Regions from separate parts of the Mus musculus genome. Here all the other regions are linked to region 7. Evidence: chromatin contacts called from public HiChIP or PLAC-seq and promoter capture Hi-C data. All regions are on one chromosome and are shown on one strand. The core of a region is the stretch at or near the end of the contact, and the rest is flanking DNA. Distances in the headings are between cores, read along the strand shown.

The links. Promoter capture Hi-C pulls out the DNA fragments that hold promoters and counts their contacts. HiChIP or PLAC-seq counts read pairs in DNA pulled down with a chosen protein or histone mark.
Region 1: an HNF4G HiChIP or PLAC-seq map of pancreatic cancer cells shows a contact between it and region 7. The contact joins the promoter of Rpl35a here to the promoter of Tnk2 in region 7. A contact is called at or near these places in 1 of 39 promoter capture datasets (hippocampal neurons), 1 of 484 Hi-C or Micro-C datasets (embryonic stem cells), 4 of 115 datasets of contacts at active chromatin or transcription factors (effector CD8 T cells, embryonic stem cells and pancreatic cancer cells) and 1 of 9 other capture datasets (adipose tissue).
Region 2: a promoter capture Hi-C map of pre-B cells shows a contact between it and region 7, with 4 times the contacts expected there. The contact joins the promoter of Ubxn7 here to the promoter of Tnk2 in region 7. A contact is called at or near these places in 8 of 39 promoter capture datasets (the 3T3-L1 cell line, 3T3-L1-derived adipocytes, cranial neural crest and 4 more), 2 of 484 Hi-C or Micro-C datasets (embryonic stem cells and erythroblasts), 4 of 115 datasets of contacts at active chromatin or transcription factors (acute myeloid leukemia, astrocytes, effector CD8 T cells and 1 more) and 2 of 9 other capture datasets (liver and pancreatic islet).
Region 3: a contact with region 7 is called in an H3K4me3 HiChIP or PLAC-seq map of forebrain, with 5 times the contacts expected there. The contact joins the enhancer-like site here to the promoter of Tnk2 in region 7. A contact is called at or near these places in 4 of 39 promoter capture datasets (cranial neural crest, hippocampal neurons, pre-B cells and 1 more), 5 of 115 datasets of contacts at active chromatin or transcription factors (the 230-238 cell line, effector CD8 T cells, embryonic forebrain and 2 more) and 2 of 9 other capture datasets (adipose tissue and embryonic stem cells).
Region 4: a FOXA1 HiChIP or PLAC-seq map of pancreatic cancer cells shows a contact between it and region 7. The contact joins the promoter of Lrch3 here to the promoter of Tnk2 in region 7. A contact is called at or near these places in 1 of 39 promoter capture datasets (erythroid cells), 3 of 484 Hi-C or Micro-C datasets (embryonic stem cells and nephron progenitors), 2 of 115 datasets of contacts at active chromatin or transcription factors (effector CD8 T cells and pancreatic cancer cells) and 1 of 9 other capture datasets (pancreatic islet).
Region 5: an H3K4me3 HiChIP or PLAC-seq map of pro-B cells shows a contact between it and region 7, with 2.9 times the contacts expected there. The contact joins the promoter of Bex6 here to the promoter of Tnk2 in region 7. A contact is called at or near these places in 3 of 39 promoter capture datasets (HPC-7-derived erythroid cells, cranial neural crest and hippocampal neurons), 3 of 115 datasets of contacts at active chromatin or transcription factors (the 230-238 cell line, effector CD8 T cells and pro-B cells) and 1 of 9 other capture datasets (adipose tissue).
Region 6: a contact with region 7 is called in an HNF4G HiChIP or PLAC-seq map of pancreatic cancer cells. The contact joins the promoter of Wdr53 here to the promoter of Tnk2 in region 7. A contact is called at or near these places in 23 of 39 promoter capture datasets (the 3T3-L1 cell line, 3T3-L1-derived adipocytes, the C10 cell line and 17 more), 2 of 15 datasets of contacts at CTCF or cohesin (the NIH/3T3 cell line and large pre-B cells) and 9 of 115 datasets of contacts at active chromatin or transcription factors (the SCID.adh cell line, effector CD8 T cells, embryonic fibroblasts and 5 more).

Annotation. Positions count from the first base shown.
Region 1 is chr16:33,054,810-33,058,447 of GRCm38.p6, forward strand. It overlaps Rpl35a (ribosomal protein L35A), which reads left to right and starts at 1,644. Exons shown (of 5, transcript NM_001130485.1): 1 at 1,644-1,701; 2 at 2,327-2,369; 3 at 2,581-2,733. The coding sequence starts at 2,359. It overlaps Iqcg (IQ motif containing G), which reads right to left and starts at 1,377. Exons shown (of 11, transcript NM_178378.3): 1 at 1,342-1,377.
Region 2 is chr16:32,330,965-32,334,646 of GRCm38.p6, forward strand. It overlaps Ubxn7 (UBX domain protein 7), which reads left to right and starts at 1,288. Exons shown (of 11, transcript NM_177633.4): 1 at 1,288-1,396. The coding sequence starts at 1,324.
Region 3 is chr16:32,152,522-32,156,118 of GRCm38.p6, forward strand. All of the region lies in intron 1 of Nrros (negative regulator of reactive oxygen species), which reads right to left. Among named protein-coding and RNA genes, the nearest start is that of Nrros, 11 kb to the right of the region's middle. Within about 2 kb of position 2,205, at least 37 of the 459 cell types and tissues checked have an H3K27ac peak or open chromatin away from gene starts, as enhancers often do. A contact at or near this core is called in forebrain and hippocampal neurons, where this site is marked.
Region 4 is chr16:32,912,664-32,916,165 of GRCm38.p6, forward strand. Lrch3 (leucine-rich repeats and calponin homology (CH) domain containing 3) reads left to right here and starts at 1,437. Exons shown (of 21, transcript NM_001081255.1): 1 at 1,437-1,740. The coding sequence starts at 1,479.
Region 5 is chr16:32,178,378-32,181,738 of GRCm38.p6, forward strand. It overlaps Bex6 (brain expressed family member 6), which reads left to right and starts at 1,423. Exons shown (of 3, transcript NM_001033539.2): 1 at 1,423-1,524.
Region 6 is chr16:32,244,756-32,248,561 of GRCm38.p6, forward strand. Wdr53 (WD repeat domain 53) reads left to right here and starts at 2,472. Exons shown (of 3, transcript NM_001185162.1): 1 at 2,472-2,512. It overlaps Fbxo45 (F-box protein 45), which reads right to left and starts at 2,270. Exons shown (of 3, transcript NM_173439.2): 1 at 1,739-2,270. The coding sequence starts at 2,056.
Region 7 is chr16:32,642,350-32,645,916 of GRCm38.p6, forward strand. Tnk2 (tyrosine kinase, non-receptor, 2) reads left to right here and starts at 2,294. Exons shown (of 16, transcript NM_016788.3): 1 at 2,294-2,759.

The DNA.
Region 1 (3,638 bases), core at 394-2,893, 410 kb after region 7:
TCTGAGGCCATCTTCCGACCTCTGAAAGCACACACATAAACAGGTTTTTAAAAAGGAAGTCTTGCTGGGCGGTGGTGGCTCACGCATTTAATCCCAGCACTCGGGAGGGAGAGGCAGGCGGATTTCTGAATTTGAGGCCAGCCTGGTCTACAGAGTGAGTTCCAGGACAGCCAGGGTTATACAGAGAAACCCTGTCTTGAAAAACCAAAAAAAAAAAAAAAAAAAAAAAAAAAAAAAAAAAAAAAAAAGGAAAAGAAAGGAAGTCTTGACCTTTTAACATACCACATGTCTAATCTGCTTGTTGTCTTGTTTTTTTTTTTTTTTTTTTTTTGCGAGGAGTGAGGGAGCAAGGATGAGATTTCTTACTCTGTAGCTCAGGATATCTGTGTACACATAATGTACCTCTTACTGACCTAAAACAGAGCAATCTTCATACTTCAACCTTCTAAGTGCAAGGATTACAGACACCAGAGCCAACATGCCATCCTTGCTCCCTCATGTAGGCTGCAAGAGGGCAGACGTTTTAGTCTGTTTACTCTGGTGCCCTACAAGCCTACAGCATTCTTGGTAGTGGTAGTCATTCAATAAATTACTCTCTGATTAAATGAATGGATCCATCAGTTCGCCTTAATTAATGCACAAGTTAGGAACTGTAAATCTGAGTCTATTAAATTTATCTGTGGGCTGGTGAGATGGCTCAGTGGGTAAGAGCACCTGACTGCTCTTCCGAAGGTTCAGAGTTCAAATCCCAGCAACCACATGGAGCCATAACGAGATCTAGCTCCCTCTTCTGGAGTGTCTGAAGACAGATATAGTGTACTTACATATAATAAATAAATGAATTTTAAAAAATTTATCTGCATCCGACAAGTCAGGGAAAGGATGGAAGGATATCTTCTATCTCTCACTTCCTCACATCGTCTCCCTTTTTTTCAGATGGGGTCTCATGTAGCTCAGGCTGACTGGCACTCCCTATGTAGCAGAGGATGGTCTTTTAAGTCCTATTCACCTGCTCGCACAGCTAGAATACTGGGGTTACAAGCAAGCACCGGGACCGCGGTTTGCCTCATGGATGTTTGTTGCTGTTAAGATGGGGCCTTGCTATGTAACTTAGCCTAGCCTCGAATTTGTGATGTGATCCTCCTACCTCAGTCTCCGGAATAAATGCTGAGGTTAACGGGCAACGGCTACCACACCCTGTTTGTTAAATTAAAGATGGGAAAAAATAAAAGAACAAATCAAGAGAAACTCCTGCCTTCATGCTCCAGGTTTTTCTCTCCTATATGGTAGGATCCCAGTCTCCATTCTAGGAAGAGGAGAAAACACTTAACTTTTCCTTACCTCTCTACCAGCCCAGCTGGAGGCGGGAACCAAACTAATCGGTAGCTATGGCAACGCGTCGCGCAAGCTCTTTTTTTTTTTTAAGTAGGACCCCTGATTCTTTCTTAGTCGACTACGATTTTGCCTTTCCTTGTTCCTAAATAATACGTGTTGCCGCTTACAAAGACGAAAGGGCAGGAGGGAAAGAATTTAAAGTTCTTGAGCGCGGCTTGGCTGAGTCGAGCCTCTCTCTCTGTCTCTGACCTTTGCTTTCTGGCGCAGTGTGAGCGGCCTAAGCGCGGAGAGGGGCGGGGCGTGCGTCCCACAAGGCCGCGCGGCGGGGCTTGCCTTCCTCTTTCCGCCATCTTGGCGCCTGTGGAGGTGAGGGGGGTTCCTGCTGCTGAGCTTTGGGGCCCGATTGCTGGGGTGCGTTTAGTTTCATCCCTCACCGAGACAACCTGGCGTCTCGGAGAACCCGACCGCCAGAGGTTTCTGGGGATTCCAGGAGGATGGAGGGCGGGATGGAGGCGATGACGGGCTGATGGTGTGGAGGCCCCGGCCGGGGGAGGAGAGCTCGCTGGTCTCGGTCGATCTCCGGCTCGGGAGGAGAGAATGGGTGCATTTCCCCCGGTCTTACTGGCCCGGGGAGCGGTGGTCCCTGGGAGCTGGGTTCCCCGCACAGAGCCGGATCTCGCCTGTGTTAGCTGCTTTCTGTACTGATGGAGGCATGAGCTCGCCTCCGGGTTCCTTTTGGGGTTTGAGAAGTTAAGTCTCGGGTGAGTCGCCTTCCCACCCGGCCTTTGCCCACGATTCCGAGTCGTTCGTTGTCATTGGTTGTCGGAGCCCTGAGTATTTTGCCAGGCTCTGCCTCTATAGGGGGCAGGGCGTAGGTAAGAGGTCCCCATCCTTGGGACGCCGACTGAAGCCATCTCTCGCGCCGGGAAATAGTGACAGGTGGGATGCGTGCTGCATGACTCTCGGTTGAGCTCTCGGTTTTGTTTTTCAGGCCTGCTGGGAACAGGACTTCTAACAGCAAGTATGTCTGGAAGGTACGCGATCTCACAATAGTCGTTTTCTCCATTTCTGTTTCGTTCTATTAAACGCGAAGCTAAAGTTCAGTGTAATGCGGGAGGGGAACGAGAGGTCTGCTGTAGATAGCTGGAGTAGGAATTGCTACAAAGCAAATCATGGTGGCTTGCTAAAAGATACATGAAAAGTTGTAACGGGGTAGTCATCATGTCTTTCTTAACGTTGTCTTAGGCTGTGGTGCAAGGCCATTTTTGCTGGCTACAAGCGAGGTCTCCGGAACCAAAGAGAGCACACGGCTCTTCTTAAAATTGAAGGCGTTTATGCCCGAGATGAAACGGAGTTCTACTTAGGCAAGAGATGTGCTTATGTGTATAAGGCAAAAAAGTAAGTATGCTCCCATGCCTTTTAATTTTTGGTTGACTAATCTCGTTTTTTCTACTGAAAAGGTAGGGGTGTTAGTGAGAAATTGGTGTGGTTGAGTCTTCCTAGACACGTGAAGAGCTTAGAGGAAATTAGAGAGGGATCTTTTTGTCGGTGGTATGGACTATATAGGCACCATTGGTTCGTAGTACAAGTGTAGAAGTTCCCTGTGTTAAGTCCCTAACATGGTTAAAAACAAAGATTACAGCTCTTAGTACCTTTCATTTTCCTTTGAAAGGGTTTATATAGTACTTTTCAATGTATCTTGATTTGTTTTAGTTACTAAAAATGACAATTACTAGAATAGATTGTTCTTGTTATTGTACAATTTATTTGCTCCCACATCTATATTGAGTTAGGTGATTCTGCTCTGCTCTGTGAACAAACAGTCTATTGCACCCTGACTTAGAACAATTGAGGTTACATTTGGAAAAACTAGTTGAAAAATTAGTTAATTTTTTATGTGCATTGGTGTTTGCTTGTTTGTATAGCTGTGAGGGTGCCAGATTCCCTGGACCTGGATATTTGTGTGTATGTGTGCGTGCGCGCGCGCGCGCGCGCGCGCGCGCTTGTGTGCTTGTTTTAAGCTGGGTTCTATATTGGTTCTCTGGTCCCTCTTTTCCTACTGGGAATTGAACATAAGGCCATACAGAAATTGGCCCTTGTGTGCACTGTCAGGGCATGCGTATGTGTGTGAGTCCTGCATGCCCTTAGTCCCAGCATTCAGGAGGCAGACCTGAGTGAGGTCTGTAGCTGAGGCTCAGCCTGGTTGAGACCTCAGTCGTTTGCTTCATGCCATCATTCTCAGTCTCTGATAGCCTGTGCTTTCAGGTCCTCGTTTTCAGCTTTTATCCTGAGTAGGTGTCATT
Region 2 (3,682 bases), core at 38-2,537, 310 kb before region 7:
ATGGAGGGGTGCTGTTAACTGGTTTGCTTCCCATGGTGTGCTAGCCTGCTTGCTTATAAAAGCAGGGACCACCAGTCCAGGCATGGCACCGCCCATAGGCGGGCCCACTTTCACTGGTCACTCACTGAGAAAATACAGCTGGATCTCATGGAGGCTTTTCCTCCCCTGAGGCTCCTTTTTCTCTCACGACTCTAGCTTGTGTCAAGTTGACACACCAGCAATGCAATAAGTATTTAGAATTGTGCAAGTTACACACTATTACCTTATTTAAAAATAAAGTATGAAAACTAAGCTAAATGCCCCTTTCTTTTTTCTTTCTTTTGTTTTTTTAAAGATTTATTTATTTAAATGTAAGTACACTGTAGCTGTCTTCAGACATTCTAGAAAAGGGCATCAGACCTCATTACGGATGGTTGTGAGCCACCATGTAGTTGCTGGGATTTGAACTGAGGACCTTGGGAAGAGCAGTCAGTGCTCTCAACTGCCGAGTCATCTCATCAGCCCTCCTAATGCCCCTTTCATCATGTTTTTTTTTCGAGACAGAGTTTTTCTGTGTAGCCCTGGCTGTCCTTGTCATTCTGTAGACCAAGCTGGCCTCAAACTCAGAAATCCGCCTGCCTCAGTCTCCCAAGTGCTGGGATTAAAGGAATGTGCCACCACTGCCCGGCTCATCAAGTTCTTTTTTAGTTGTAACTATTATCGGTGTTTTCAGGACCACTTTCCAGTGTTCTCTTTATTTTATTTACTGTATCTGCATATATCTTTGTTTAAGGATAAAAAACAACTCCCCCCCCAAAAAACCTCCCGATTTAATATCTTTAGAAAGTAAGAATGAGCCTGGGGGGAGATATACTGAGACATTTGTTGAAGAAAAACAGAGCGAACAATCATTTACTAAAGTCTACTATAGACTGGTTCATTTTTTACTAAGCTATTAACTTACACTTTAGAATTTAAGAAACGTCACATAAAACCAAACAAAATACCTACTTTATGTGAAACCCTGAGCGTTTCATCAAGAGTTTGGTATTTCAGGTCTGAAGATTCTTTGGGATGTTGGGATTCAATGCGGTACTTAGGAGGATATCTCCGGAATTCAGAGAAGGCACCAAATGTTTCAAAGAATAGCTACCAGCCAGCAGCACAGGCTTCAAACCAAAGCGGCGGCTCGCGGAGAGTACGCCTGCGCAAAACGCGCACAGACAGGGAGAGGGCGGAGCTTCGGGCCTGCCAGTGCGCCTGCGCACAGCACGCCGCGGAGTGGGGGAGGGAGCCCCGTGTGTGTCTGTGTTGTTGTTCCGCGGCGGCGGCGGCGGCGGTAAGATGGCTGCCCACGGGGGCTCCGCGGCGTCGTCGGCGCTGAAGGGGTTAATCCAGCAGTTCACCGCCATCACCGGTAAGAGACGCGGTTACGGGAAGGTGAAGAGTCGGCTACGGGGAGGCTGTCGGGGCTGTCCCGGGCTTCGCCTCACCTTGGTGCATTCCTCACTCGGGCTCTCCCCTCAGCTCCTGCCCTCTCCTGAGGCACAGGCGACGACGGCGGCGGCGGCCGGGGTCTGCGGTTCAGGCGGGAGGCAGGTTTCCCCCGCCCCCACCCCGCGCGTGCCCCTCAGTCCCTGGATTCGGTCTCCCCTTATTCCCAGACAGGCCCCCCACGCCCCCAGCCGGTCCAGTACAGGGGATGGGCCGAGCCCGCGGTGCCAGGGGCCCGGGACCTGCGGGCCGGAGGAGTAGGGGGCCGCACCCGGGCCACCGCCCTCTTCCTCCCTCATCACCTCCTCTCGGTATCGTGCTGCCCGCGGACCAGGCGGTGCAGTCCGTTCCCCCCATGCCATCCTCTCTTCCCGGCCAGGTCATCGTCCCTGTCCCTCGGCCCCGGCCTACCCTTCCCCTCGCTGGGCCCCCCCGGAGCCTTGGCGGTGGCCCTGCCGTGTGAGGGCCGTCTCGCTTTAACGGTGAGGCGGGTGGGTTCTGCTGCGCCTTCACACATCCCGGGGGACTTGCCGCCGGGAACAAGGGGTGCGGAGGGGCACCTTAGGGACCGAGGGTTTCACATAGGAATAGGGGGGGGGGGAACCCTGAGCTTAGTGTGTGTGTGAGGCCTAAAGTAATCCTGGGTGGCCTTTCCCACCTCCTCATAATAAAACCAAACATCGAGACGATGGCGCCCGAGTCTTTGCTGATAAAATGGGGATGGCGGCAGAAACTTCTTGCAGAGAAATCTGTTTCTAGGTGTCAGTATCCGTGAAACCTTAGGCCTAGGTTTCTCTTTCCCTTCGGACCCCGACGAAGGGCAAACGCAGGTTCTCTTACCCGCCGGGAGGAAAGACTTTAAGCCATTCTGTGAATGCGCTATGTCTTGTTTCTCTCCGATGGTGCTGAACTTTTTTTGCATGAGTTATTAGAGGGCGGAGCAAATGATGAAGTTCTCTGTGGAGTGATTTGAGAGAACAGTACTCCATGTGCCTGAGTGTGATTTTGCTGTTCTAGTTTGTCATTTTGAAAAGAGGTCAGAAAGTTAGTTCCCCCTCTCAACAGGACTATCCTTTCTTTGATAATAATTTGTTTGATGCGGAGAATATTTCTAGTTTGTGTTCTTTTTTTCTAGTTTGTGTTCTTGAGTCTGACGTGTAAGATCTTTATTTTAACCAATACATGCTATTTGCAGTTTTATAATTGAAGCTAGTTTTATTTTTTGTTCGGCAACGATAATTAAGTGGCTGATGCGTTGTTTTCTGTCTTGTCACATGAAATATGTCAAAGCTGGTAAAACAAGATTTGTAATAAAATTGAGGTGAAAAGTAAGATAACTGAAATGTTGTTAAGCTTTGTGGTGGGGTTATTTTATTTATAATAACATGTGGATTTCCCAGTGCCTTACCAAACCAACATTATGGAAAGAAACTAGATTTCTGTGTATACAAGTTAATACTGCTACATTGCTTGCCTAAAAAAAAAAAAAAAATCTAGTGAGTCACACAGAGAAATATTAATCTTTCTTTGGATTTTATAAATATAGTTTAAGGTCTTACTATTTAACCTTAGGATTTTTGGGCAAGTTACTATTACTTTATTTTCATCTGTGAATTGGAAACTCAATTGTTTTAATCTCACATTATTTCTTCTTCTTCTTCTTTTTTTTTTTTTTCTTTTCTTTTCTTTTTTCTTTTTTGGTTTTTTTGAGACAGGGTTTCTCTGTATAGCCCTGGCTGTCCTGGAACTCACTTTGAAATCCAGGCTGGCCTCAAACTCAGAAATCTGCCTGCCTCTGCCTCCCGAGTGCTGGGATTAAGGCGTGCCACCATGCCCAGCTCTCACATTATTTCTTATGCAACATTTTCAAAATATATACTCAGGACCCAAAATGCCTTGAAATAAATTTAATACTAATTTGTTTGCCAGTTTAGTCTATACATCTTGTTTTTGGCCTAGTCCTCTGTGTTGCTGGATCAGATTGAAGTTCCCTGTAGGTAATGATTTCTGCAAATGTACAGAAGAAAAAAAATCCTTCAGAGTGATGTTTTGTGGTGTCTAGTTACATATATACAAAATTTACACATATAGTCATAATAATTCAAGAGGTAAAAAGATAGAGCAGGTAAAAAAATGAAAGGCAAACACTATTGTGTTTATAAAACGATAAGGGATGTTTGGTGGAGGTGTCGTCAGGTGTGGGGAAGGG
Region 3 (3,597 bases), core at 955-3,454, 490 kb before region 7:
AACTAAGAGAGACAAGGTGGTTATTGCCCAGGCGCTTGCAGGACTAGAACATGGAGCTTCCCCTGATATATCTATGCTTAAGCAATAGGTCGCTGGCCACTCAGCTCTTATATCTCACGAGGCTAGTCTCATTGCACGAGATAGAGTGAGTGTGCTTCAGCAGCCCGAGAGAGTTGCAAGGCTAAGCACTGCAATGGAAAGGCTCTGCGGCATATATGAGCCTATTCTAGGGAGACATGTCATCTTTCATGAAGGTTCAGTGTCCTAGTTCCCTTCCCCCAGGCAAAACGACACGGGAGCAGGTCAGGGTTGCTCTGGGTAAAAGCCTGTGAGCCTAAGAGCTAATCCTGTACATGGCTCCTTTACCTACACACTGGGGATTTGACCTCTATCTCCACTCTCATTAATATGGGTGGCCTATTTGCTCTTATTAAAAGAAAAAGGGGGAACTGTGGGAAGCCGCCCCCACATTCGCCGTCACAAGATGGCGCTGACATCCTGTGTTCTAAGTTGGTAAACAAATAATCTGCGCATGAGCCAAGGGTATTTACGACTACTTGTACTCTGTTTTTCCCGTGAACGTCAGCTCGGCCATGGGCTGCAGCCAATCAGGGAGTGATGCGCCCTAGGCAATGGTTGTTCTCTTTAAAATAGAAGGGGTTTCGTTTTTCTCTCTCTCTTGCTTTTCTCTCTCTCTTGCTTCTTGCTCTCTTGCTTCTTGCTCTCTTTTCCTGAAGATGTAAGAATAAAGCTTTGCCGCAGAAGATTCTGGTCTGTGGTGTTCTTCCTGGCCGGTCGTGAGAACGCGTCGAATAACAAATGAGTGAATGAATGAATGAATGAGTGAATGAATGAATAGACAAAAGAAGGAGAAACTCGGATAGAAATACTAACTGTAGCTTCTGGACTCATAAATATATTAATTATCTTGCTGAAAGAAGGCTTTCAAGCCAGGTAGTGGTGGCACACACCTTTAATCCTAGCACTCTGGAGGCAGAGGCAGGCAGATCTCTAAGTTTGAGGCCAGCCTGGTCTACAAAGTGAGTTTCTAGACATCCAGGACTACACAGAGAAAACCTGTCTTGAAAAAAAGAGGAGGAGGAGGAGGCAGAGGTAGAGACAAAGAAGACGGATTTCAGAAATATGTCTATCACATCGGTTAGCTCTTTTAAATATGGCCCTTCCCCACCTCCACCACCAAAAAAAGTGCATGTTTTCACTTGGATAAGAAAAAAAAAACTTGAGAAAATGAAAAAGCAATCTTTGGATGGATCAAAAAAATTCTGAAGTGCAGCTGTAGCTCTCTTGTCTGTGTGTGAACAACAGTCCTGGGAAGGCTTGAAATGATACATCTAATAACAGAAGTCTCCAATGAAGAGGTAACAGCACCGTCTTCACAAATTCCAGGGGAATAAGGATCCAGGGATGATACTGGTCTATCCAGGATTCCAAATGGTCTGAGTATCAAGGGCTGAGAGCAGTCCAGGTCTCCCTCTCTGAGCTCCATAGTGGGAAACTGGGGGATTCCCCCCTACCCCGCCCCCATAGATGTAATTGCTTGGACAACCCTCCAAGTGTGAGACCTAACAGCCTTGGGGCATTCCTGACCTCCTTTAGCTTCATCAAGTGCCTGGTCCAGGTCCATCTGCCCCATCCTCACCAGGAAGAACCACAGGGCAGCTCTTCAGTCTCTCCCTGCTAACAAGAACCTCCTCACCTTCCATGACACTTACAGACCTTGCACTGACACACACAGGCCACCTTTGCCTCCCACCTCTTTGCTTTTCTTCTAGCATGTGTACCCATCCCAAAGGGTGATTTAACATCCTGGACAGATATGAATGCTCCACCAGCAAAAAATAGACTATCAGAAATCACTGAAGGCCAGGTCAGCTCCCGATGCCACAGAAACAATCTGGGATCAGTCCTGCTAGCCTCTGGGAATCCCGCCCAGGGCCTTCTTTCCATTTCTGCACATTTGCAGCACAGGGCACAGATGGCATATGCAGAGCCATCTGGACTCCTGTCCTCACTGTCCTCCCGGCACCCTCCCACACACACATACAAGCGCCCCTGAAACTTTGGGATCCCCGCCCATCCTGAGAGAAGGTTGCCAAACTTAGAAAATGCCAAGGACGCTAAAGAATTGCTCGCTCACGTTCTCATCTCACTGAACGTCCTGCGGCTCACAGAGAGGAGAGATAGGGAAACGGGAATTGTCAGCACAGTAAATCTTCTCCACTTCCTGTCATGCGTGGGCTGCTACGTGCTGCTGTACCCTGAATACTGACAAACTAAATCTCGATGTGTACAGCAGGCCAAGAGTGCAGCTTTCCAGGGCTGCACAATGCTTCAGACTGGTGTGCTAGAGAATTACACCCACAAGCGTAATTTTAATTTGTGAAACACCAAAATGTTTACAAAATTTAAATGTGTTCTTTCCTCTTAAACCCAGCCAACTAGCCCAGAATACATACATACATACATACATACATACATACATACACACACACACACACACCAACATACATACAGGAATAAATCTCACCATGCCTGTAAGGGCAACATCTGGCATTAAGTAACAGAATGTCATAGAAAGACGATAGAGTTTGGAACCTGACAGTCCAGAGTTTAAATTCTGTCTCCACTCTCCATCATGGGTGTGAAGTCTCCAAGACTTGGATAGTCCTCCTGCAAAACAGGAGCAATGATATCCACTCACGGACTTTTATGAGTGCCGCCGAGGATGGTATATGCAAAAGTGCTTCATTAACCATGAAAGCCGCTAATAACCTAATTATTATTTATGAGCTCCAAACAGCACCTAGCAGCTTGGGTGACTGCTGTTCTTATGTATCAACTCTGTGTGGTACAGAAAAAAAGACAGCAGAGTGAACATCTAGAGGGATGACTGCATGGCTATACCAATTAAATTCAGAACATCTATCTAGGAAGGCTGGATCTAAAGGTCTATATTAACAATCAAGGAAAGTGGCTGGAGAGACGGCTCAGCAGTTAATTGAGCTCACTGCATTTGCAGAGGACCTGAGTTTGATTACCAGTACTTATGTCATGTGGCTTACAACCTCCTATAAATCCAGCTCCAGAAAAGCCAACACTTCTGGCCTCACGGGGTACCACACACACACACACACACACACACACACACACTCATGTATGTGTTTATACCCACCACATGCATGTAACTAAAAATATATTTTTTAAAGAGAAGAAAGGGATGATCCGTGGGCACACTGCAGGCTGGTGAACAGCTATCTATCGTCAGAATGATGATGGCCTCAGCTGGCCATGCTCCGCCTCGTGCGACAAGCTCGGAAGGCTCTGCTTGTTCCCCACCGTATGTTTTCGTACTGGGAGCACTGCTGGGAGGTTAGGGGGCAGGAGAGTGGAGAATCCAAAATATCTCTCCCTTCCCTCTCCCCTTGAGCCTTTGCTGGTGACCCCAGACTCTGGGACCACCATCCTCCCTTCCTCCCTCCTACCGAGGGTACAGATTTCTGCATGGCCAAGGAGCCAAGGGGCTACTGTTTGGCTTCTTAGCCTCTTCCATGATTTTCTGACAATCTCCTGCATGAC
Region 4 (3,502 bases), core at 187-2,686, 270 kb after region 7:
TTTACAATTTCTTGAACTCAGGAAAGTGCTTTTTGGGGGCTTCCCTGAAGTTGGGCTTTGAGTGATGAGCAGCTTCTCACACCTCATATTTTCTTTTGTGCTCTGTGATAGATTTTTCTCATCTGTGTCTTAATGTGCTCACATGCATCAAAATCATACTTGGAATTTTGCTCTCTGTCATCCTATTTTGTAACTTCAGGTTTTATTCAAAAACCTCACTCGTTCTTTTTTTTGGGGGTGGGGTGGGGTTTTGTTTTCAAGACAGGGTTTCTCTGTGTAGCCCTGGCTGTCCTGGAACTCACTCTGTAGACCAGGCTGTCCTCGAACTCAGAAATCCACCTGCCTCTGCCTCCCATGTGCTGGAATTAAAGGCGTGTGCCACCACTGCCCGACCCACCTCACTCGTTCTTGCTCTAGAGGGACTGCTTTGCCGTGCACTCTACTCAGCCCAATTGCTGTTTTCTTATTGTAACTGGCCTCCTTGGGTTCCAAAATAAAATTAGCTAATTCTTTAGAAAAGAGACTTTATCTGACAGGCCCTCGAATTCTGTACAGCAAAGTAAATTTGGTGAGTGATATTTGCATCACATATTAGGAATGGCTTGAATTTAAAACAGATTTGGAAAAATAAGAGACTGCAGGACTGGGAGGGTGGGGTTTTATTTAAATGTGAGTGGTAGTTTTCATTACTTGAATGGTTTCCGGTTTTGGTCTTTCGGTTCTAAATTTAATCCCAACATTTATTACATAGCCAGATTTCAATGTTAGATGTAAATATTATTCGTTCTGCTCTAGCTAGTGATAAAATCTGCGCAAACAGCCACAGTATTTAAGACGTTTGGTTTCATTAAGAGCTCTTTCATAAAAAGAGTTCGAAGCCAGCCTGGTCTACAAAGTGAGTTCCAGGACAGCCAGAGCTATACAGAGAAACCCTGTCTCGAAAAACAAAAAACAAACAAACAAAACAACAACAACAAATCTAAAATACATAACAATTTCAACAAGAATTAGGGACTTTGTAGCCGAATCTGCTCACACGGTATGTTTGTTTTCCCGTTCAAGAACTAATAGTATATCCACAAATTCCAGTTCAGATCATCTGGCGGTATGGTGACAAGCTGAGAGACAATTTTGGGCTTATCTCAGGGAGTCCCCTCTAAGTGCCCAAGTTTCTGGCAGCAACAGGGCTAAGGAATCTTTGCCGTTTAATGTAATCCACCACTGAGAGTTGGAGCGCTGTTAAGGACGGGTTTTGGTTTTTGTAGTGGCCTTTTAGGGAGCCCAGGGTACCGGGCTGCTCCAGCTCTGCGAAGTCGGTTCGGTTTCCCTGGAAAACCTGCTTGTGGGCGGGGCAGGCGGCTTGTTGCGCCCAGCGCGTCCGGGAGAGCTGTCCCCGGTCCGCGAGCCCCTTTCCCCGCCCACCCAGCGGATCGCGTGGCGCATGCGCAGAGCCGGGCCGGAGAGTTGTCGGCTGGGAAATGGCGGCCGCGGGCTTGGTGGCTGTGGTAGCGGCTGCGGAGTACTCTGGCCCTGTGGCGTCCGGGGGAAACCTCTCCGGTGCGACCTGTGGGCCGAGCCCTGGGTTGGGCCCTGGTCCTGGCCCGGGCTCTTGGAGCCGCTCGGTCGACCGAGCCCTGGAAGAGGCGGCGGTCACCGGGGTGCTGAGCCTGAGCGGCCGGAAACTGAGGGAGTTTCCCCGGGGAGCGGCCAACCATGACCTGACGGACACCACCCGGGCCGGTGAGCGGGGCGCGGGCATCCCTGCTACCCGGGACCCGTGGAGTGGGGGGCAGGGGGTGTGTGGCGACCGGCCCGAGGCTCCCCGGGTAACGGGGACCGCTGGCGGTACCGCGCACCCTCCCGGCCTGGCCAGACCCGGAGCCTGGGGTGCGGCAGCGCGCAGCAGCATCTCCGCTGCCGGCGAGAGGCAGTTGACGGGTGATCTTTCTTGAATCGCTCTCAGAAATCTCGGCATCAGTGCCCGCCCCGTAGACTTTTTGCCTCGCCCCGGTGTCTGCAGACCACTTTGCATTTGGGATGCCGAATTGACTTTGCTAAGAGTTGGAGCGTGGCAAGCACGTTCTTCCATCGTAGTATGGGTGACGCTGGGTGCTGCATTGTCAAAGGATCCAGGTCCGCTCTGGCGTTTTCCCTAGTGTGTGCGAGTATGTGTGTGTAATGTGGACTCTAACACTGGGAACAGCTTATTTCTCCGCCTCCGTCTGATTTACCGAAAAGTACTTGTAAAAATAGGCCATCTTTAGGTGCTCAGGACTTTCGTCTTCCATTCTTACCGCCGCCTAAGAAAACATGAAAAGAAGTAGGATATTGTCTACCACATCTATATTTGCTTTTCCCTTTAAAAACATTTCTGCGCCTTATATTGTTTAAGACAGGAAAGAGAATGGGGATTAAGTATTATTTGGTTTCCTTAGTTGTGGGAAACAATGTATGGTAACTGAGGTATTCAACATACTATATAATGTGTTCCTCTTGTGTTTTAAATATAGCTTCCTCCGGGAGTAGATTAAGAATTGAGTCCTTTTGTTTTACATAAGGGGAGGGGTCCCCTCAGAAGTAGTTTAAATGTTTTGTGTTTATGTCATATACATTGTTTCATCCTCATTCTGCTTGATTTTAAAATGTGAGAGTTAATACTTTTTCTTAGGCTTGTGTAGTCATCAAAGATTGGTAATTATTACATATTTCACTAATGTTGAAAAAATAAATAGAGCTGGTAAGATTGCTCAGTGGGTAAAAAGGCACATGCTGCTGCCAGACCCGACAGACAACCCAAGTTTGATCCGAAGAACCTACATACTGGAAGGAGAGAACTGACTCTTGCAACTTGTCTTCTGCCTTACATTGCGCACACACGCGCACATGCGCACACATACACACACACACACACACACCACTGCACTAAATATTATTTTTTAAAAAATAAAACAAAGACATTAAATTATCCCTAGAAACTATTATTTCCAAAGAAACTTTTCCTCTGCTTACTAAAGCTTATTAGTGGTAGCCTTTATTTTCAATATGATCTGAATTTTTTTCACTTGGCACTGAAGTCAGACTTGCTAAGGTAAACATGAAGAGTTACTTGAATTTTTTATGTGTATTGGTGACATCATGTAAACTTGTCATTCCTACCCCTCCCTGCCTTCTTGATTCTGCTCACGGGAGGGCTGACTGTCTGGCAGGGCGGTTTTCATATTGAGGTGAGTCATTTCAGTATTGCTGCTCTAAGCCTGAAGGTAAAGAAAAGGGTGATTATAGGAGTCTATCTAACTTATTATCTCATCTGTTCTTGAATAATTCTAGGAGCAAAAGTTTGAGCCATCAAGAAAGAAAACGTTTTATTGACAAAACCAGACATTTATTAAGAATAATATTTAATTTAAAGAAAAGGTTTTCTTATTGTTTGTTTTATTTTATGTATATGAGTGCCTTGTAGCTGTCTTCAGACACACCAGAAGAGGGCATTACAGATCCCATT
Region 5 (3,361 bases), core at 173-2,672, 460 kb before region 7:
CACCTGAGGAACCCCAGAAGCCAGGCAGGAAAGGCTAAAACAGATGTAACTTAAGGCTAGAAATTGGCCAGACAACCACCCCCACCCCACCCATCACCCCCAGACCATCATTTTGAAACTGCAATCATTCCCAGTACCAAAGCCGGAGAGAGGGCAGGCCCTGCCCTAACAAGAAAAACATCCCACCAATCCCTGAGCTTGCCCCAAAGATCAGGCTACATAATCCCTCGGATTCCAGACCACCCTGGAAAGCTTTGCCCACTAAGAAACCACACATAAACTCTGTGCTCTGCCCAGTTCTCTGCTGCCTGCCAGGTTCCATTCCCGGGTGACAGAAATTCGTGCTTATTCAGTGCATGGAAACAAATGATTGTTGGCTGTTCAATCATCCCTCTACCTCTTCAGATGATTCACTTCAAGGCATCAGCATCCTCGGAAGGTCAAGTTCCTCTTAGAAAATGGTGCTGTGGTGGCCAGTATGGTAGAAGGAAAGAACTGGCGCCCACATGTTTTTAGATGTTTAAATTGCATTTATTATGTGTGCACAGACATGTGTTTGTAGGTCAGAAGACAACTTGCAAGAGTCAGTTATAGCCTACTCTTTGAATTCCGGGGCTTGAACTGGATTATCAGGCTTGGCAGCAAACACCTCTACCCACTGAACGGACTCACCAGCCCCTCCTGTGGACTTTAAATCATTTCTAAAACATTCTAATACTTCTATACTATTCTGTTCTAAAACTACCCTATACTGTTCTATTTTATACTTCTGTACTATGCCTAATACACTGTATTCTTAGGGATGTGGCAAGAAAAAGAATCTAACCTTAGTGAGTATATTTTTAAATTATTTTTTACTTTAGTAGACAATATGATATGTTTCATAATGGCATTTTCATAAATATGTATCATCATACTTTGTCAGACATAATTTCTTATTTTATTTTGCTTTAGGACAGTTTTCTAAAATGTTTTTGTTTTGTTAGAGACAGAATTTCTCAGCCCTTGTAGCCTTTGTAGCCCTGACTGTCCTGAAACTCACTCTGTAGACAGGGCTGGCCTCAAACTCAGTGATCCTCCTGCATCTGTCTCTCAAGTGCTGGGATTAAAGGCGTGTGCCACCACCGTCCAGCTAAACAGCTTCTTATAGCCCAGGCTGGCCTCAAGTTTGCCGAACAGCCGAGCATAACATTGAGCAGTCTTCTAGCCTGTACCTTCCAAGTGCTGCTGTTATAGGCATGTGCCCATGTTAGTAAGGGCTTGGGGAAGGAGGAACCTTTAGACAGAGCTAGTGGGGATGTAAACTGGTGCAGCCTCTGTGGAGACCAATGTGGTGTTTCCTCAAAAAAAAAAAATCTAAAAATAGAACTACCAGTTATACCACTACCCAGCTATACCACTTCTGAGTTTACAGCCAAAGGAATCTAAATCCACACACTTACCCCAGAGACACTTGTCGGTTCATGCTTACTGATGCCATACCGACAATAGCCAAGATATGCAGTCAGCTTGGAGGTTCAACAGGTGAGACAATTTTTTTTTTAAAGATTTATTTAGTATATCTAAGTACACTGTAACTGACTTCAGACACACCAGAAGAGGACATCAGATTCCATTATGGATGGCTGTGAGTCACCATGTGGTTGCTGGGATTTGAACTCAGGACCTTCACAAGAGCAGTCAGTGCTCTTAACCACTGAGCCATCTCTCCAGCCCAGGTGAGGCAATTTTTAAAAGTGATATACACACAATGGAAGTCTGTTGAGCAATAAAGAACAAAATTATAGCATTTTGCACAAGGAATGGACTGAATGAAATATTGCTATGTTAAGTGAAATAATTCAGACTCAGAAAGTCAAATATCACATGCTCATGCATATGTGGACTCTCAACTTAAATTTGTGTGTGTGTGTGTGTGTGTGTGTGTGTGTGTAGCTTGAAAGCATAAAGGGGAATGCAAGATGGGGGAGGGGACAAAAGAGGGTGATAGAAAAATCTGTGACATGAAAGCAGCCAGACTCTTGGAGAAGAGGACAAAGACAAGGCATAGGTGACAAGGGGTGGATAAGAACCAAGTACAATTACACACACACACAATGTCACAGTTACACACACACTCAATATCACAATCACATACACGCAATGTCACAATTGCATATACAGCATGACAATTACATACAGTGTCATAATTACACACTCAATGTCACAGTAACATACACACAATGTCGCAATTACACTCATTCACAGTGTCACAATTACAACACAGTGTCACAATTACACACATATAGTATCGTAATTAATTATATAAACAATGTCACAATTACACAGGGTCACAATGGCACCCATTACTTTGTATGCTATTTTTTAATTAAAATATTTTTAATTAAAAAAAATTTTTAGGGATTGTGTGTCTGTGCTTTTATTTTATTAGTGTCTCTGTATGTGGTGTGTGTGTGTGTGTATGTGTGTCTGTGTGTGTCTGTGTGTGTCTGTGTGTGTGTCTGTGTGTGTCTGTGTGTGTGTGTGTGTGTGTCTGTGTGTGTCTGTGTGTGTGTCTGTGTGTGTCTGTGTGTGTCTGTGTGTGTGTGTGTCTGTGTGTGTCTGTGTGTGTCTGTGTGTGTCTGTGTGTGTGTCTGTGTGTGTCTGTGTGTGTGTGTGTGTGTGTGTGTGTGTGTGTGTGTGTGCTGGGAACAGTATGTATGCCAAAGCATAAGTGTGGAGGTCAGAAGACTCTGCAAAGTCTGTTCTCTCCTCCCAATTTACTTGGGTTCCAGGGATCAAGCGGAGGTCATCAGGATTGTGCAGTAAATGTTTTTACCTGGTGAGCCCTGGTGAGCCCTGGCCTCATAATTAAATGTTTATAAAAATAACAAAAATAGCCGGGTGTGGTGGTGCACGCCTTTAATCCCAACACTCAGGAGGCAGAGGCAGGCGGATTTCTGATTTCGAGGCCAGCCTGGTCTACAGAGTGAGTTCCAGGACAGCCAGGGCTACACAGAGAAACCCTGTCTCGAAAAACAAAAAAACAAAACAAACAAACAAAAAAAAACCCAAAAATATTTTTTCCATCCATGAGTGGTTGAATCTGTGGATGCGGAATCCTTAAACACACAGGGCCAATTGTATGTGCACTCGATAGGATAACAGCTCACCATTAAAAGGACAGAGTGAGGACTGGGCAGGTGGCTCAGTAAGAGCGTTTGCTGTGCAGGCGTGAGGTCTCTGTTCAGATCCCTGATACCCAAATGAAAGCAAGGCACTGTGGAGCGGTAATTCTGGTGCAAGAAAGGCAGAGCCGGATCTCCGGCCCTCTGGCCAACCTGGCTGAACTGTGGAGTTTGTTCCAGGATCAGTGAGAGAC
Region 6 (3,806 bases), core at 1,222-3,721, 400 kb before region 7:
TAAAAGAACCCAGGGTAAGTACCAGCCTATCTTGTAGCTGCAGTACATATAGCAGAAAGTTAAATGAGGCATTAGAGACTTAAAACTAAAATCTCTCTGGAAATATACAAAACTAATATCAATTTAGGCTGCAGTTAGGAGTGCTCCCTGATTTTCCAGAGTACCAGAATTCAATCCCAGTGTTGGGGGGGTGGATATATGTTGCAGGGGGTCACATGCATCTGTAACTCCAGCTACAGGAGTTGGCACTCTATTCTAGACTCTGTGGGCACTGGTATTCTTCGTGTGCGTGTGTGTGTGTGTGTGTGTGTGCGTGCGCACCCATGTGTATTTTTATCAAATACAAAAATGCAAATTTTTTTGCCAGGAGTGGTGGCACTTTTAGACTCAGAACTTGTGAGCTGAATATTGTGACCCTGTCTCAGAAAAAAAGAAAGACTATCTGATAATTGACATGTTCAACAGCAGTGTTCCTTCTCTTATCACACCAAAACTTGTTTTAATATAAAAGAATATACCAGTAGCTGTGACCCATCTTATAATCCCAGCACTCTGAAGGAACAGACAGAAAGTTGGCAAGTTGGAGACCATCCTGAACTACACATTGAGACCCTGTCTCCAAAAACAGACATAAGTGTATACACATATTTACAATAATACATGTATATTAAAAGAAATAGTGGATTTATTTCACATTTAAAAATGACTTAGACACTCACTGTCAATTTAGCATTAAAAAAAGAGTGTTTACCACATTCCAGGTCAGACTTTATCATCTCTCATTTTATACAGCCCTGGCTGTCCTAGAACTCACTAGGCAGACCAAGCTGGCCTTGAACTCAGAGATGCACCTGCCTGTGGCGTGCAGGGATTAAAGGAATGCACCATCACACCGGCTTCATATGCCTTTGATGACTGCTCTCCTGAAGAGCTACCATCTATCTATGTGAGCTTAACCCAAGGCCTTTTGTTTGTTTGTTTGGGCTGGAGAATACTTGGTCTTGCCATGACCTGTTTGTTAGCATTTTAATTTTGTTATGAAAGCACAAGAAGCGAGAACAACAACAACAACAAAACCAGCAAAACAGGAATCAACATATTAGATGCCAGAAGAGCCATCACCTGAGTAGAACTATGAAAAAGTTATCAATCACAGCAGGACAAGGCAGTGTGATGAGTTATATGGTGCCAATGAGAGGAAGTAATAGTAAAGTCTCTTTCTTACAAGTTAATTAGCAGGATGCCTAGTCTTATCATCACTTGGAATCGTGAAATATTGTGGCCCTAAGAGAACGTGGGTGAAAATAATGTTCTTGTTAATCAGAGCTAGGAAAAGGGGTAGTGAACGCAAAAGATCCCAGCAACTAGACCTATTTTAAAGCGACATCGACGAACTAATGCCTTAAGTCTACTTGGAGGCCAGAAAAAATACATGCTCATGAGTATCGGCTGGTGATCTGTCTTTAAGAGCAAAGACTGTCGAAAGTAGAAAGACTGCTGAAAATGAATGATGGGAAACCACCTAGTATTTTAAAAAGTGAGGTGGATTACGAAGCAGAACTTCAATCCAAAGAAAAGATCGTTATGGAGAGGAGGGGTGAGAGTGGTCCTGACTGGCTGAAGCCGTGGGAAGGCGGGATGCTGAGGTGAAACCTCTGACTCAAGCTTTGAAGATAAACCCCGAGAGCGGCGGGCGGGAGAGGAGCCGAGCTTCGACGTGGCCCCGGGATTCCCTCACCTTGGCCTTGTAGCTGGGCAGGTTGCAGAGGATGTCCGTGCGCAGAGCCTCTTCTGCTAGGCTGCGGGCGCACAGGCTCCGCCACACCTCGCTGTTCTCGTCGCCGTGGAGGCAGCGGTACCAGTGCTTGCAAACCAGGGCGCAGCTCCGCAGCTCGGACAGCTCCAGGTAGGAGAACACCAACTCCAGCACCCGGCTGGGCAACCGGCCGCCGACCCCGGAGGACCCCGAGCCCGCGCTGGCGCCGCCGCCGGCACCGGCGCCGCCACCACTAGCGCCGCCCGAGGCTGCCCCAGCCCCCGGGCCCGGCGCCGCCATCGCCTCACCAGCCGGCCCGAGGGCCGCCGCCGCCGCCGCTTCGCCCCGTCTCGGCGCGGGAGGCCAAGCCTCGCCTACAGCCGCGAGCGGCTCGCTCACCGCCCCTTTCAGCGCCAGCCGCTCGCGCCTCCACCGCTCCCGCCCCTGCCCCGGGGCGTCCGCTGCGCGCCCCGCCTCACTGAGGGCAGATGGCGCGAGCCGCTCGGGTTCCCGCCCCTCGGAGCCGCTCAGCGCGGGCGCCGGAACCGCCCGCCTCGCCCGGCCTGCCCGCGACGCGCCCCGGGATCCGCCATGCGAGTTGAGGGCAAGAAGCAAGGGCGCACGCCCAGCTCGCCCGCCGCGCCTCTCTGCCCGGAAGTGACTGTTCGGCAGAGGCGCCTCGCTCCCTAAAGCTTGATGGGATTGGATGCTGCGTGTGAGGTCATCGCTCGGCGCCACCGGGAACGGGAAGCCCAGGTATGAGGCTGTTGGCCAGCGGGGTTCGGATCTGTTCGCAAGTGCTTTTTTTCTGTTTTTCCTCTAATGGCCTTGACTCGGCTCTCCTTGGCCTCTCTTCCTACGGAGTTTCCCGTCTCACTTGGTTTCTGCTCCCTCTCTAACTTTGTTCACGACACTTCCCTTTTTTGCTAGCCAATTCTTAGATCCTTCACCTTCAGGTCGCTTGGATCAATTTCCTTTCCCTTTGCGCAGTTGAGGACCTCTTGTCGTGGTCAGGTTAGATCCATTTTATTATATTTTATTTTTTTTTACCTTGAGAAATTGACATCTTCTTTTCCTGGCTAGCGCCGTAGGGGACTCACCAGAACCCATTCTCAAAGTAAGGTGGCTAAACCTGAGCAACCCTCGTAAATACGCAGGTTTTATTATATTTGAGATTAAATAAACAAGTGTAGGTAATCTCAAAGTGTCATTTGAATACTAAGTGTCACAATCTTTTTGGACAAAATATAGTGTGTTCAGTAAAAAGTAGTAGTAAAAAGATTAAGAAAAACGTGTTGTTGTTGGGTTTTTTTGTTTTGTTTTGTTTGGTAATTTGTTAATCCCTAGAATGAGGTAAGGTGGAAACATAAAGATGATTTCCTGGGAGGAAAAGAACCTAGCATTATTTAGTTATGCTATTTTAAAGAGCATTTAGAAAAAGAATAATAGAGACTGGAGTGATGGCTGAGCAGTTAAGAGCACTTTCTGCTCTTGTAGAGGACCTAGGTTCGTTCCTAGCACCCATATGGGTGCTCAAGGCTTAACCTGAGTTGTAGCTTAAGTTCAAGGGGAGCCAAACCCTCTTCTGGCTTCGGGAATGACTGAGCTGTACACACATACATGCTATACACATAAAATAAAGTAAAAGAACTACAGTGTGAGCCAGGCATAGATGAGATCTTTTAATCTGACTTTTTTTTATATATAATTCTCAACGCAGCTCTATGAAGTGATTATTATAATAATAGGGCTCACAGACTCAGGCATCAAGTCCAGTGTCATGCAATTTTTATGTAGTAAACCTTGCCTGAGATCCACCTATGTGTAATTAACTTCCTGGTTTTTAGTAAAAACAAATGAACAGCAGCTGCTTCCCTACCCTGGTATAATTACATGCTTATGATTTGCTAATCCCTTCCTCAAGATGTCTTGCACCAAGTAACCCAAATTCTTGTCTGTTGTGGTCATGCTAATGCCACAGTCTTCTGGTTGTTTTGGTTGTCACTTAGTTTCTCCACATCAGGACTAACTTTAGTCCAAAGCTATGAAG
Region 7 (3,567 bases), core at 1,044-3,543:
CTGGCGACTTGGAGATTCTGGAAAGAGCCATTTAGTCTCTCAAGGCTTCAGTCCTATCGCTGTACACTGAGACTGTGAATGTGTGTGTGTGTGTGTGTGTGCTATTGCTACGGGTGACAGGGTGACAGGAGAACAAGGAGAGCGTAAAGCCACGCACGCACGCACGCGCACAGACTCTGTGAATCTTAGCCACTGTCGTTACTGAGGCAAACAGTACAAGGGAGGTTGGTGCACTGAACCCTTTTTTCCCCCTGTGCCCCTCTCACTCAAGGGCGAGCTGCGATGCAGAATATTCACTCCTCTGCTCCCAGGCAAGAGAATGGGCTGTATGAAGTGATTCAGCACGTTTCTCTGCTCACCTTACAGAGCAAGCCACCGTGACCCAAATCTGCCAAGCTTAGGCTCTGGGTGGCTTATGTGGCCGTCCTATCTGCTCACCCCTCTGGCCACAACCTTTGGTCCCAACGAGACTCAGAAGTCAAGGGTTGAAGGGGGGAAAAAAATCAAGTTTATTAAAATGTTTACCCCCAGGAGACGAGTGGAGGGGCTACTGTCCCCCAAGATGACTAAGTGCACAAAACACAAAAGCACTCTTATTAATCAATTAATTGATTAATTAGAGACAGGGTCTCTCTGTGTAGCCCTGGCTGTCCTGGAACTCACTTTGTAGACCAGGCTGGCCTGGACCTCAGAAATCTGCCCGCCTCTGCTTCCCCAGTGCTGGGATTAAAGATGTGTGCCTCCATCTGACAAAAAGGAGCTTTTATAAGTCTGGTGTGGTAAATGAGCAGAAAGAAGTCTTCCTCATCCAGGGCCAGCATCTTTTCCTTTCTTCCTATCTTTCTTTCTTTCTTTCTTTCTTTCTTTCTTTCTTTCTTTCTTTCTTTCTTTCTTTCTTTCTTTCTTTCTTCTTCTTCTTCTTCTTCTTCTTCTTCTTCTTCTTCTTCTTCTTCTTCTTCTTCTTCTTCTTCTTCTCTCTCTCTTCCTTCTTTCTTATTCCCTTCCTTCCTTCCTTTCTTTCTTTCTTTCTTTCTTTCTTTCTTTCTTTCTTTCTTTCTTCCTTCCTTCCTTCCTTCCTTCCTTCCTTCCTTTCCTTTCTCTAGCTAAGCTATGTTACATTTGACCTTGACTGCCTGGGGTGAGCTCCTGTAACTTTTTTTTTTTTTTTTTTTTTTTTTTTTCCGAGACAGGGTTTCTCTGTGTATCCCTGGCTGTGAGACAGGGTTTCTCTGGGTATCCCTGGCTGTCCTGGAACTCACTTTGAAGACCAGGCTGGCCTCGAACTCAGAAATCTGTCTGCTCTACCTCCCAAGTACTGGCTAAATTCAGACTCTTATTCCAGGACTTGTTCTCACTTGAATTTATTAATCGATGAAACCTCCTAATTTTGAACTTCATTTTTTTTTTTTTTGAGTGTGTGTGTGTGTGTGTGTGTGTGTGTGTATGGACCAGGGCCCTTTAAGAAGGCGGAGCGACCCCAGCGGGCCCCACCCCCTAGGGCGGCGCAGGCGCGCGCGGGCTCTGAGAACCCGGCTGGAGGGCCGCCGGCTCGCGGGGCCGCAGCACCTGCGGCGCGGCGCCGGGGTGGCCGAGGTCGAGTGTGGGCGGCGAGGGCGGGACGCCGGGCCCGCTTGGGGCCGAGGCGGAAGCCGCGGGGCGGGGGCGCGCAGGGCAGCACCATCTGGAGGGGCGGGAGCGCGCGGCCTCTGGGGGGCAGGCGCGTGCGCGGCGCGGCGGGCGCGGGGGGTCGGCGGCGGGGGGCGCAGGAGGAGCGCGGCGGGCTGAGCCCCGCGCTGCCGGAGCAGCAGCCGGCGCGCGTCGGGCGGCTCAGCTGGGGCCCGCAGCTTCTTCGCGGGCTGAAGCTCGGCGTGGAGGAGCAGGGCGGGGTGGGTCCGGCCGTGCAGGAGGAGGGCGGCGTGGGGCTGGGGGTGCAGGAGCGGGGCGGCCGCGGTCACGAGCCTAGTCTGGGGGTGGTGTGGGGGCCGCCCGACGCCGCGGACTGGAGGCGCCGGGCGCGCTGGACGGGTTCGGCCGGCGGGCCGGTGGCGCAGGAGGAGGGCCTGGGGCCCCGCAGGCAGCAGCAGGAGAAGGGGGGAGGCGGCCCCGCAGTGCAGGAGCGCGGCGAGGCCCGTGCCGGGGTGCAGGAGCGCGGGGAGGGCAGCCCACGCAGGCTTCTGCGGCAGCCAGAGGAGCTGCCCGAGTTGGCTCACGGCCCCTGCCCGCGCACGGAGGAGCTCGAAAGTTCGGACGAGCGCAGCTGGGAGAGCTGCAGGCATCTGGGCGGGGAGGCGGTGGTCCTTGGAGCATCCCTAGCGAGTGGGGACAGACTCGAGCTGCTGGGGAGAGCCAGGCCTGTAGGGCCCCGAGGGCCTGAAGGAGAGGGGCGCCTGGGGGTGCAGGAAGCAAATTGGCTGCCCGGGGTGCAAGAGGGCCAGGTAGTGTGGGCTGTTCAGGAGACGTATCTGAACGGTAAAGGGTCCTCAGGGGGAGAGGGATTCCAAGAGGGACACAGGACCCGCAGGCGCAGACGGCGAAGGAGGTGGTAATCGGCAAGCTGCCTTCCTTGCTGGCATCAGGGTTGCTCTAGTGCCAAGAGTAATGCAGGAAGATGTAGGGGATTGGGGAGCAGAAGAGCGCTGTGAACCTGACCTTTGGAAGATATTGCTGGAGGGTAGGCACTGGCCTGCAAGATCCTTTCTGCTACCTCAAGTCTGAGCATCCTCGAAGCAGTGTCTGCCTGGGGACAGCTGGAAACTCAGGTACGGATGGCCAATATTGTTATCGGAGTTGATATGATTAGAAGCATCGGAGAATGGGTTCCAAACATCCCTTGTCCTCTCTAGTTGACCAACCTGGGCATCACCCCTCACGAACACACACATACACACACGTACGCACGCACGCGCACACACACACGCAAGCACCCACCACATATAATTGTAAGTAGCAGCTGCTGTAGTGGAGTAGTCACCGCTTTCAAGTCTAGACTGGATGTGGAACCATTTGAGTGGCTGCCTGGTATAGGCAGAGGGAAGAGAAGGCAGGATAGCCCCAGGGACTAAGTCATCCCCTTCACCTATCTGCTGGTGGAGGTAGGTGTGTCTCTGTGCAAGCTGTTGTGCAACCTGCATCACCGGCCTCAAGTCCTCCCGAAAGGGAAAATGGATAGTGTTGCATTAGCCGCTGTGCCTTATCTTGTAGTCCTGTTGATCACGTGAGTGTGGCAGCCAGTAGTGACTTGGGCACGAGCCTGGCCTGCGCCTTGCCACACGGTTTTGTCACGGTTGATTATGCTGTGGGCCCAAAGCCAAGGATGGGTAGAACTGCAGAGAGCAACTGGTGAGGTCTTCATTTCTGAATGGAATGGGAAGGGAGGTTGTACCAGCGGCTGCTACCCATGCCTTGACCTCACTCTAGAAGCTGGCAAATAGAGAAGCCTGTGGTATCCTATTAAGACCTCCTCACCTCCCCGCGACCGTGGCTCCTTCTTGGCGCCGCCTAGAGGTGGAGCCTGCAGGCCAATGGGTAGATTTGATTTCTTGTTGGCATATGAACCCACCTCTTTCC